4 separate regions of the Sus scrofa genome follow, and regions 1, 2 and 4 are each linked to region 3. A link is a contact called in public Hi-C and HiChIP or PLAC-seq data. All regions are on one chromosome and are shown on one strand. The core of a region is the stretch at or near the end of the contact, and the rest is flanking DNA. Distances in the headings are between cores, read along the strand shown.

Region 1 (2,700 bases), core at 63-2,562, 470 kb before region 3:
GTGGGGACCCAGCGGATCCGGCCTGCTGGGACCGAGTTGGGGGCGGTAGTTACTCGGAAATCCTTGTTTTCCGGCTCCTCCTCCCTCAGCAGGAAGGCAGTGGGGCCCATTTCGCGTAGGAGGTAGATACTGCTGCTCAGCGCCTGGTCTTGTCGCCGGCTGAGGCGGTCGCTCAAGTGTCTTCGCCTTTCAGAGGCCTTATAGCCTCCTCGAAGCATCTTGCCCTGCCAGGACGAAGGCAGCCCCTCAGCTAGGCTCTGAGTCGCCGGCCTGTCTCCATGACCACCGCGTGCGCACTGGTTGCCTTGGTGACGGTGATTGAGCTCCGCAGTGTCCCGGCATGCCTTGCGCTGAGTGGAGCTTCTGCAGCTCACACCCGCCTCCACTCCTTCCTTCCTAAAGCAAAGCTTCTGACTAAGGAGTGTTTCTAATTGCCACCTGGCTGATTAAAAGCTAGTGGCCAAATAATATTGCTGTCAAATTCTCACGTTCCTTCTGCAGGTTCCTAGCAGGCAGGGCTTGTGAATTCTATTAGGACAGTCGCACAGCCCAGTTAAAGTTTGGGCTCTTCATGCTAAATTTATTCTGTGATGAGTCATCATTTTTATCAGAAAGCTCAGAATAATTGTGGACATTCAACTATGTTCCACAAACATTTCTCGATTGCTCACTATGTGCGTAATCTGAATGAGTTTGCTGGGGGAAGATCAAAGATGTGGAAGACAAGAGTCTAACCTGGAAAGTTAGATCCTTAAATTGGGGTGTGTGTGTGTGTGTGTGTGTGTGTGTAGGTCTATGAGCTTTTTTGCTATGTTCTAGGTAGAGAGCTGTAATAAAGTATGTCAAATGAAGAGGTCATATTACTGGAATCCTTCTTTAAAAAAATGAAATCAGGAAATAGCCAGTTGGTAGCCAGGTAACATAAAGATGGGAGATAGGGGATTTTTGTCCCATTTTGTCGTGGAAGGAATTCACAACTAGATTATGTCAAGAGCAGGAAGGAAAAAAAATGCCACAATATGGAAAAAGATGATGGAAGTGGCAGCTTTCACATGTGAAACATCCAGATAAATAGCATTCAATCCAAGATCTAAGGTTTTAACAACTAAATTTTATCTCCACTCTCCTATTCTGACTAATAACAACTAACATACACAGTACCATACTCAACTTTACCATCAATTTAATAGTGGTAGATATTAAAGTAAAACCTTATATATTAAGAAAAAACCTCATATTGAAACCAAAATAACTTGTAAATTAAATTCACTTAGTGTGTTTATTAATACTAGTAATTCTTTTTAGTTTTTTTTTTTTTTTTGTCTTTTTAGGGCTGCACCAGAGGCACACAGAAATTCCCAGGCTAGGGGTCAAATCAGAGCTGTAGCCGCTGGCCTGTGCCACAGCTACAGCAACGCCAGATGCAAGCCACGTGTGCAACCTATACCACAAGGTAATGGCAATGCCACATCCTTAACCCACTGAGTGAGGCCAGGGATGGAACCTGGCTCCTCACGGACACTAGTCAGATTTGCTTCCACTGAGCCACAATGGGAACTCCAATGCTAATAATTAAAAAGACTCAAATGGCAATCTGCACTTTCTTTGTAACTAAGAGTAAGGTTTCAGAGTGAAGGCACTTTATTCAATCACCATTCCCCTCTTCTCCCTTTCTTTCTCCATGTACATACATACATATGTACATATATCCATTTATTGTATATCTCAATATATCATACAAATATATTATGTAATATAGTTATTTAAGAAATACCTTGAAGAGAACTTTAAAAAACAAACAATAGCAAGTAATTGTTAATTGTTTTACTTCTTACAATTAGATAATACTTGCTACATGTGTAAGTGATAAACACCATTTCAAAAAGGTCACATCTTTAAAACACAATTGTCATTATGTCAACTGAATATAGATAAGTTCATAAATTCTATTTGGGGGGATGGCAAAAGGAACAGTATTCATACTTTCATAGAAATTATAAAGAGAAAGCACAGATTGCTAGACAGAACTTTAGTCTAACTGTAAGACATTTGTTTTTGTGTCTGTCAGTTAAGACTTTAAAAACATTTTTATAGGCAGGTGACCATCTCATATGTTTGATTCATCTCTTAAAAGTATGTGACGGGTAATATTTTGCAAATATTAAATCAGGGGATTAAATTTTTCCCTTAAATTCACAGTATTCCCCTCCAAGTTACATTTTGAAGTATATTGCCCCAGGGAAGAGGGAAATGGTTAGTGCTAGAAAGCTACTGATAAGCTTTGAATTTCATGAATTAAGTTTTAGCCTCTTTAGTGATACAATTTTGTCATGAAAGACAGGATTTAAGAGATTTTTATAGCTGCAAATTAAGATATAGGAAACAGGGCCTAGAGTAATAGGCCTTGGAATCGTATGGAAGAAAAGGCCCTGAGGGGTGAGAAGAAGAATAACAGAAGTCAGTGGAAAAAGTCAGCTGGTTTGGGATAACTGAGAATATCTGGAGTGTGTGTATGGAGTATACTTACTTCTGGAATAGTGTTAGGGAGGTATAGGCTATTAGGAAACTTCAGCTTCTGGCTTAGTGCCCTAACACATAATAAGCAATATGCAGAGGTGCCAGTGGAAGACAGGTAAATGAACTGGCTGTAATGCCCTGGTTATCAAGAGGTAAATATATACAATGAATATAGGAATTTGT
Region 2 (2,799 bases), core at 75-2,574, 450 kb before region 3:
CCAAACCAAGATCCTTGCAGTTTTGCAGCCGCTGAAGAGGAAATCCTGTGCTTAAAGAATTGTTCTCTCTGCCATCAATGTAGGGATGTGACCACCGGGAATAGCTTGAGGGCAATTGGCCCTGTAGAAATATTGGAATAATATAAAACTTTGATACACCTTTGTTAATAAAACATCCTGATAATCTGGAAGAAAGATAATTTTAGATTTGTCTATTCTCTGTCAAACTTTTTTTGCAAAGAGGACATTTTTGACAGAAGGAAATGCCCATATTCAATGATGACCCAAAAAGATACTTGAAAGTTGTTAGAAATGAATGATTCTTTTGTATGTAGGATACTCCATGAATTATTTCTTGAGAGTGCTAACAAAAAGTGGTCTGTGTTTGAGATTGAATAATAAACTCCATATATCTTTGTCAATATTTCATACAAAAATCCTGCAAATGTTAATAGATAGGAATAATTATGTGATTTTATTAACCATTCAACCAGCCTAAGGGACAACCACTTTCCTTTTTTCTGCACATATAAAACTAATTCTAACCCAAATATTTGTTCATTTAATGTAATAAGGCTGCAAGGTTACTGGAGAAATGTAACAAATTTATGCTACTTTAGTTTACCTAGAGGATCTTTGAATTTGTCTGGAACTTTCTTAGAATTCTTAGAACAGAAGAAGTTTTAGAGATTATTTATGATGTTTTATGTGTAAGTGGTCTGATTTATCCACTTATAGGCATATTTTTTTGTGAGTTGTAGGAAAAGGGGTAAAGTTACAGAGAAAGAATCAGGAATTGCTCCTAATCTATTGTTCATTTCATCTGTGGGAAAGTGTTGTGCCTGTGAGCTGCCATCTGCCATGGCTATGTGGAGATATGAGTTTGAGAAACACTGATCTATATAGATTACATTATACAGTTGATATATCCAGTGATCAGAGAGGTGAAATAATTTGCTTAGTACAAAACAGCTATTTAGAGGCAGAGGAGACAGGAAAAAATCCTTAAGTAGTATATCAGTACACTTTTCATCCAGCCCTATAATATATAAACACCAATTTTTTATAAACAGCAACATAGTGACTTAAAAACATGACCAATAACTCACCTAGAGTATGTAGTTTATAGATTCAGGACACAGTGTTCAAGACGTGTTCCATTGCCATGTGAATTCAGGGCTACCCTTCATGCCTCAAAAGCCTGGCTGTGGGCAACAATTACTTAAGCAATAGAGGACAGTTGACCCAATATTAGCCACATCATTGTCTGTGTTGTATTGCTTAAATAGGATGATGAGTCAGTTGGGGAAAAGTACCAGGTTGTGATTGTAGAGTTTGGGCAGTAGCCATATTGAACTTGAGTGATTCAGTGTAGGCACAGGAAGAAGCAGAGATAATAAGCGCTTACTCTTATGGAGCACTTATTACATAACTACAAGCAATTGCATTTGATTTTACATCTCTAATGTCATCATTTCTGCATTAGAGAGGTACTTTATGGTTACCATTTTTAAGATGGGGAAAAAAGGCTTAGGTATATTAAAAAGTTCATCTGAAGTCATATAGCTAGCAAATGGTGGAGCAAGATTGTAGACTGATTCAAGGCCCATATTCTATTTATATTTTTATTTATTTATTTTTGTCTTTTTGCCATTTCTTGGGCTGCTCCCGTGGCATATGGAGGTTCCCAGGCTAGGGGTCGAATCGGAGCTGTAGCCACCGGCCTATACCAGAGCCACAGCAATGCGGGATCCTAGCCGCATCTGCAACCTATACCACAGCTCACAGCAACGCCGGATCCTTAACCCACTGAGCAAGGTCAGGGATCGAACCTGCAACCTCATGGTTCCTAGTCGGATTCGTTAACCACTGCGCTGTGATGGGAACTCCCAAGGCCCATATTCTAAACAGTGAGAAAAGTGAGAAAAGGCAAAATTATGAAGAACAACCTAACATTAATAATGTTCCAGTTTCTAGGTTTGGTTTTCCATAAAGGCTGTGTATTCTTCATGCTTTGGGTTCTTTAAGATTCATCATCTATCTCCTTTTCCACCTTTTTATGTGAGCTTTTTGTTCCTTAAACAAACAAACAAAAAAAATCCTTTAAAAAATGTTGGGAAAATAAGAGCTGAGAGTAAAGACTGCAGAGTTTTACCAACAGGCTATTTAAGTTATTAATAGAGAATGTAAAGTACCAGACAGGGTAGCATTTTAACAGAGCCATCTCTGCCTGCAGGTAAGAGAGGTGGATTACAATGCTAAGATGTGGAGAGTAAGGATTTATAAATAACCTGATCATGTTGAAAGTCTAGAAATTCTGAGAATACATGTATGCCAGATTTGGGCTCAGAATTTTAAAGTGTTCTAGAATTTAAGAGCAGGGAGTGAAGTGATATGTCATTTGCAGCAAGTTTCCCATAGAAAAAGGGCTGTGCTATCATTTGACACTTGTCAGATGGTCAAAATTTGTTGAATACTGTACATTACATGACACGGAAAGAATATTTCACTTGAGTAATTCTTAAGAAAAAATTCCAATGATTATTCTTTGAATTACATATTTAGATTACAACCACATCATCAAGCAAAGTGATTTGTGTGCTATTCAAGTATAGCCTTTTTTTTTAAACTCTCTTAGAAATTTAGGTTTACAGTAATGCTAACTATAAGCACAATGCTTAAAAGAAAATCTCTAAGAATTTTTCACCTTGCATAACTGAAAATTTATATGCATTGAATAGCAACTCTACATTTCTCCCTCCCCCAGCTCTTGGCAACCACCATTCTACTTTGTGCTTT
Region 3 (2,700 bases), core at 93-2,592:
ACAAATCTGACTAGGAACCATGAGGTTGTGGGTTTGATCCCTGGCCTTGCTCAGTGGGCTAAGGATCTGGCATTGCCTTGAGCTTTGGTGTAGGTCGAAGACGTGGCTTGGATGGTGTTGCTGTGGCTGTGGCGTAGGCCAGTGGCAACAGCTCCGATTTGACCCCTAGCTTGGGAACCTCCATATGCCGTGGGTACAACCCTAAAAAACAAACAAACAAAAATTTAAAAAAGAAGAAAAAATAAAATAAAATTCTGAGCAGAATCAAATACTAGACTTTAATATGTACCCGAGACCCTGTCTCATCTCTCGTGCTTGGTATATTATCTGACCCCTATAAAGAGATCAACATATAGCTTTTGAATTTATATTATAAAAAACTGAAACTTTTTCCAATAAGTTTGTAAAAGTATTATTTTTTCCAAAGATTCATTGATTCTATTTGCCCAACATTAGTTAAGTCTAGTGATTGAAAAAAAATCTATGCTTTGAATTTATAAGACTCTTAAACCAATCCTTTTTCCTCTACTATGCATCAAGTGCTATACTAAATGGAAAGCCTAATAGAAATTGTAGTATTTATATATTTAAATAATTGGTCAAGCACATAGTTATACTCCATGAAGGCCCTTGGATAGTTTTTATTAATATCATTTAATAGCCTTATTTAGAAATAACTGGTAAACTGCATCCCACTAATCATATTCTTCAGAGTCACCATTTTATAAACTCCAGGTGAAATAAATGGAATGAGGCCTTTCAGGAATCATTCTGGATATGAGAGTCAGGCGAAAAGATGGATCATGGGACCTCTCAACAGTGAAACAGACAACAAATATTTGGTAAAGTGGAGCAGAACAAAATGAAAATGTTTTGATAATCAATTAGGTAATTCTAGCCAGTGAGACATCAATACATCAGTTCAACCTGATATATCTTAATTATTTATAAAATAATCTTTTCCCAGAATAGACTGAAGACACTTGCAATCATTTAATAAGTAGTGATCAAACCTATATTTTGAGCTAGATGTTGTACTAGTTGTGTTGGGGAGTTAAGGAAAAAATAGGGTATATTCTGTTATCTAGTTGTTTACAACATAGATTTGACTAGCACATGAAGACAAATTCTCTGCAATCAGCAACTAATACTGCTAATACAGAGTCTAGATGTAACCATGCAGAGCACTCAGTAAGGTTTTCTATAGAACCAGGAATGAAGTATGACATATATAATAATAATTAGTCATACTTGTCCTTTTCAGAATCCTACATGCAGGATTGTGCCTACATTTGTGGTCCCATGTAAGGCTCACAAGGGCCGTAGTTCTCCAGTAATGAGTATTAATTACCATGTGAAATGGACTTTGACTAACACTCAGGAGGAAGCTATCTCAGAATCTCTGGATTACTGTTTATATTATTTGACTAACTTAAGTCACATTTGACCAAAAATGTGGTTTGGGTAGAACTGACCACTTATTTTGAAATCATGTGGCTACTGCCTTGGAGCATAGTTTTGCCATGAAAACAAAACAAAACACTTTTAAATGAAACATAACAGACTGTCCCTGATGAGAGTGCAAGAAAAAAAAAAATTGAGAATTATTTCTGTAAAGTTTTTTAGGTATTATGTTATGAGTTAATAATTCCTCTTTATTCTTAATTGTTTGAAAGTCATTATGTACACCCAGAGATAATTTATACATCAACAAAATTGTGTATGCTATGCTTTGTTCGAAATGTACCAATAATTTGAGGAGAAACACATTTTTTTATACTCTACATCAAAAAAATCCTAGTTAGAAAATAAGTTGACCTGACCTTCTATTATTTTACCTAAATTGCTTAGTATTTTTCAAGTTATTTTTATTACTTAATGAACTGTATTTGGTTAAAGGACCCAGATCTGATGTCTAGACTATTGAAAGTGAATATGTTATTTTCCATTACTAAAATCGATTTCACACTAATTTGAGCCTCTCCTTTCCACCAAAGGGCTAGCTGTTGCTAGAATAAAGAACTGGCAGTGGCAAATGAGATATGCTGTGGACTAATTAAAAATAAGTTTTAAAATATAACAAAATCATAAAGCTCACAAAATGAACTCCCCTAAATGGGTGCCCCTGTTTGCTAGGGCAGTTTCAGTTTTTATTTTTGTGCTCAGTGTCCTGGTTTGGATGAAAAATTATATGTGGTAACCCTAGCTATACTTATCCATATTGTACTGACAAGTGGCACATAAATACTGAGAGTAATTCATCTGGAAAAATCTAATCACTACTCCTGAAAGAGTTTAAAATAGTTCTTATTTCTAGGCTAGTATTAGCTGGTATATACTCTGGATATGAATTGTGGATTTATTCTGAAATGCTTCTTATTTGCTGAGTATCAGTCTTGATTTTGAAAATAAATTGTTTAACTTTTGTGTTTATGCGTGTTGACCCAAGTAGCATTTGATTAAATGACCACATATTATATTTTGCTTAAAAGATTAATAATTAAGTTATAGAGATGCCAAATGGCATGAATGTTTTCCCAGTACAGACTATTTTATTCCACTATTGTCATATTTATATAACTTGTAAAATTATTAGCAATTTATATTCTCTTTTCAATAATTGATTCATGTTTAACATCACTATTGTATACAGTGAAAGCTTTTAAATATAAGGAAATGTGTAACTATAATACATATATT
Region 4 (2,722 bases), core at 29-2,528, 370 kb before region 3:
ACATCCACTATTAGTCATTGAGTGAAAGTGTTTTTCTTTCAAAGAAATGTACTGGACAAGAGACTATTATGCGTTGGTCATTAAGCTAGGCTTCAAAATAATTGATCAACTAGGAAGAGATATAGAGGACAAAAAGGAAGGAAAAGAAATATTCATCACAGAATCAGGAGACAACAGTTAAAAGATGAGAAAAGGAAACATGAGGAAGAGAGTTTAAGACTGGAATAGACAAATAGAATTGATTGTTCTACTAATGTTTTCAGCGGCAGCAAACTGAATAACAAAAGCTCACCCTCCTCAACATCAGTGGTTTTGTAGTACAACAAACCTAGAGAAGAACAGTCTCTGTTCCTGTCTTTAATGACCCCAAATAATTCATATGAAGGAAAGAGCTGATAGTAATGGTCTCTTGAGTCTGGGGTAGTCGTGTTTGATGATACTTACTAAGCATATTTTAGAAAATATGTGATGTTAATAGACAAATTATTATGAGTGATTAAATATTTTACTTTTTATTACAACATTTTTGGTAATATAGATACAGTTAAATCATAGTTTTCTAACAACACAATTGTCTAAGACTTAAGAACACAAGATTTCACGTAGAGAAGGACAGATAAATAAGTTTGAGTGTTTAATATCTTTTTTTTTTTTCTTTTTTTTTTTTGCCTGTGCTTGCAGCATGTGGAAGTTTCCTGGCCAGGGATCAAACCTGTGCCACAGCAGCAACCCAAGCTGCTACAGTGAAAAGGCCAGGTCCTTAATTTGTTGTACCACAAACCACACTTCAGTTTTAGACTTCTAGGGATGTGTAGTATTTTGAACTCAGAAATGGAATATTAAAAAAAAGGATTTTAATAAACATTACTTTTTATTTTAGAAGTATGATTTAAAATGTTTTCAAAAAGATGACTTAGTAAAGCTTATGGATCATATCATCCTCTCTTTGCAAGTATTTCCAAATTATGATATAAAAACAATTATTTTCAGCAATTTGGTAATGTTCTATAGAAAAACACTCATTTCTCTTTCTCGTCTTTCTCCACCTTGTCTCTCCTCTGACTCAAAGTTTAAAAGAAACTGAAACAAGTAATATCATTTGACTGGCAGTACTTTATTAATTAACTTTCTCTCTGGAGATGTGGGTTCTAGTGCACTTTAAGTCACGAGTAGAATGAGTCAGATGACCCCAATTTGTTCTTTTGTGACTTTCTGGGTTGATTTCAGAATGACTCTTGCTAAACTCAATTTGGGAGGAGTCCAGTGATGAAATAATAGGAGTTGAAACCTGCCTATTCAGAACATGGCTTTAGTGACTATTGATGTTTTCAGAAAGCCAGTGAAAGGTAGCAAGAGAATAAGAATCCAATTATGGAAACAACCAGGGTATACCTGAAACTAGTTTTAATTTAGTGTGTTGTGTGCATGCTTGTATGTGTATGTGGGATTTTGCATTATAGATATTTGATTTAAGAAGTTTGACTACAGAGCCTGTCTTGGTCAGTTTCGGTTGCTATAACAAAGTACCATAGACTGGATGCTTATATAATAATAGGAATTTATTTCTCACAGTTCTGGAGGCTGAAAGTTCAAGATCAGGGTACTAGCATGGTTGAGTGAGGGGCCTCTTCAGGGTCACAGAATAAACCCCTTTCATTTGGGCTCTACCCTCATAACCTAAGCATCTCCTGAAGTCCTCACCTCCTAATACCATCACATTGGGTATCAGGATTTCAACATATCAATTCCAGAGGGACACAAACATTCAGACCATAGCAGAAACTAACATTTGAAAGCATGTTTAATTGTCATTTCAAATCATTAATAAAAAATATGTGGATATGGATTCATTTAAAAGTACTGGCTTTACCCTATATTAGGAGGGTATTCCCTATATCCTCCTGATATAATCAGGAGTTAACTGATTAACTTTTGGCATTTTGATCTGACACTACTAAAAAATATAAACTTTTTAAAATGTGTAATTAATTTAAAGAAGGAAATTACACAAGTGGCAGAAATGAGAAAATTTCAAGCCAGTGCCATAAAGAGATAAAATCACTGAAATGTATATGGTAGGGAGATTAAAATGGTGTGTAGGCCTTAAAGACTGAGATTGGAATTCTAGCATCTAAATGGGAATGTGGAAGTAAGGGCTTCAACAAAGACAGAACCTGTTAAGGTCTACTTTATCTATGAAACAGGGTCTCCTAAACTTTGCCACCAGTCTAAGGAAGTAAGTAAGAAACACTGTTGTTGTTTATTATCAATCTTGGTTAAAGAAAAACAAAGTTATCTTAAAGAAACTGAAAACCTGATCCAATGCCAGACTCTGACATTGACTTCTATATGGACACAACTTTAATTAAGAAATTAACTGGAGCCCTAGCAGAAACAAAAACAGAAACTTATAATTCTATATCTTTCCAAATATTATTTAGGTTTTTTTAGTTTCTAGAGAAGCAGCAACTGATTGGTATATTACAATTTAATTTTTAGTAACTGCCCTGATGGGATTCTGGAAATCCCCATTTGCACATCCCTGGCTGAGACGACAAGCTTCCAGTTTCTACAGTTGCAACCATACAAATAGATCATTAATTAGTTCTTTCTAGAGTCCTATGTTTTTCCCTTGTGTTGTCTCTCATGTGGAAATCTGGCTTTGGTTCTAACTCTTTTTTTTTTTTTCCTTTAGCTCCTGCTACATATAGTTCTTAAAGTT

The links. Hi-C and Micro-C count contacts between places; a contact is called where the count stands out from the background. HiChIP or PLAC-seq counts read pairs in DNA pulled down with a chosen protein or histone mark.
Region 1: a contact with region 3 is called in an H3K27ac HiChIP or PLAC-seq map of alveolar macrophages. The contact joins the promoter of ZSWIM2 here to the enhancer-like site in region 3. A contact is called at or near these places in 5 of 5 promoter capture datasets (fetal liver, fetal skeletal muscle, liver and 1 more), 26 of 47 Hi-C or Micro-C datasets (adipocytes, adipose tissue, alveolar macrophages and 16 more) and 2 of 2 datasets of contacts at active chromatin or transcription factors (alveolar macrophages and skeletal muscle).
Region 2: a contact with region 3 is called in a Hi-C map of alveolar macrophages, with 2.9 times the contacts expected there. The contact joins two enhancer-like sites. A contact is called at or near these places in 5 of 5 promoter capture datasets (fetal liver, fetal skeletal muscle, liver and 1 more), 26 of 47 Hi-C or Micro-C datasets (adipocytes, adipose tissue, alveolar macrophages and 16 more) and 2 of 2 datasets of contacts at active chromatin or transcription factors (alveolar macrophages and skeletal muscle).
Region 4: a contact with region 3 is called in an H3K27ac HiChIP or PLAC-seq map of alveolar macrophages. The contact joins two enhancer-like sites. A contact is called at or near these places in 2 of 5 promoter capture datasets (fetal skeletal muscle and liver), 12 of 47 Hi-C or Micro-C datasets (alveolar macrophages, embryonic fibroblasts, fetal heart ventricle and 7 more) and 2 of 2 datasets of contacts at active chromatin or transcription factors (alveolar macrophages and skeletal muscle).

What each region holds. Positions count from the first base shown.
Region 1 is chr15:91,863,913-91,866,612 of Sscrofa11.1, forward strand. ZSWIM2 (E3 ubiquitin-protein ligase ZSWIM2) reads right to left here and starts at 1,313. Exons shown (of 9, transcript XM_021075296.1): 1 at 54-1,313. The coding sequence starts at 218.
Region 2 is chr15:91,884,932-91,887,730 of Sscrofa11.1, forward strand. No RefSeq gene overlaps it. Among named protein-coding and RNA genes, the nearest start is that of ZSWIM2, 21 kb to the left of the region's middle. Within about 2 kb of position 1,325, at least 2 of the 83 cell types and tissues checked have an H3K27ac peak or open chromatin away from gene starts, as enhancers often do. A contact at or near this core is called in alveolar macrophages, where this site is marked.
Region 3 is chr15:92,334,314-92,337,013 of Sscrofa11.1, forward strand. No RefSeq gene overlaps it. Among named protein-coding and RNA genes, the nearest start is that of TFPI, 49 kb to the right of the region's middle. Within about 2 kb of position 1,343, at least 2 of the 83 cell types and tissues checked have an H3K27ac peak or open chromatin away from gene starts, as enhancers often do. A contact at or near this core is called in alveolar macrophages, where this site is marked.
Region 4 is chr15:91,969,358-91,972,079 of Sscrofa11.1, forward strand. No RefSeq gene overlaps it. Among named protein-coding and RNA genes, the nearest start is that of ZSWIM2, 110 kb to the left of the region's middle. Within about 2 kb of position 1,279, at least 4 of the 83 cell types and tissues checked have an H3K27ac peak or open chromatin away from gene starts, as enhancers often do. A contact at or near this core is called in alveolar macrophages, where this site is marked.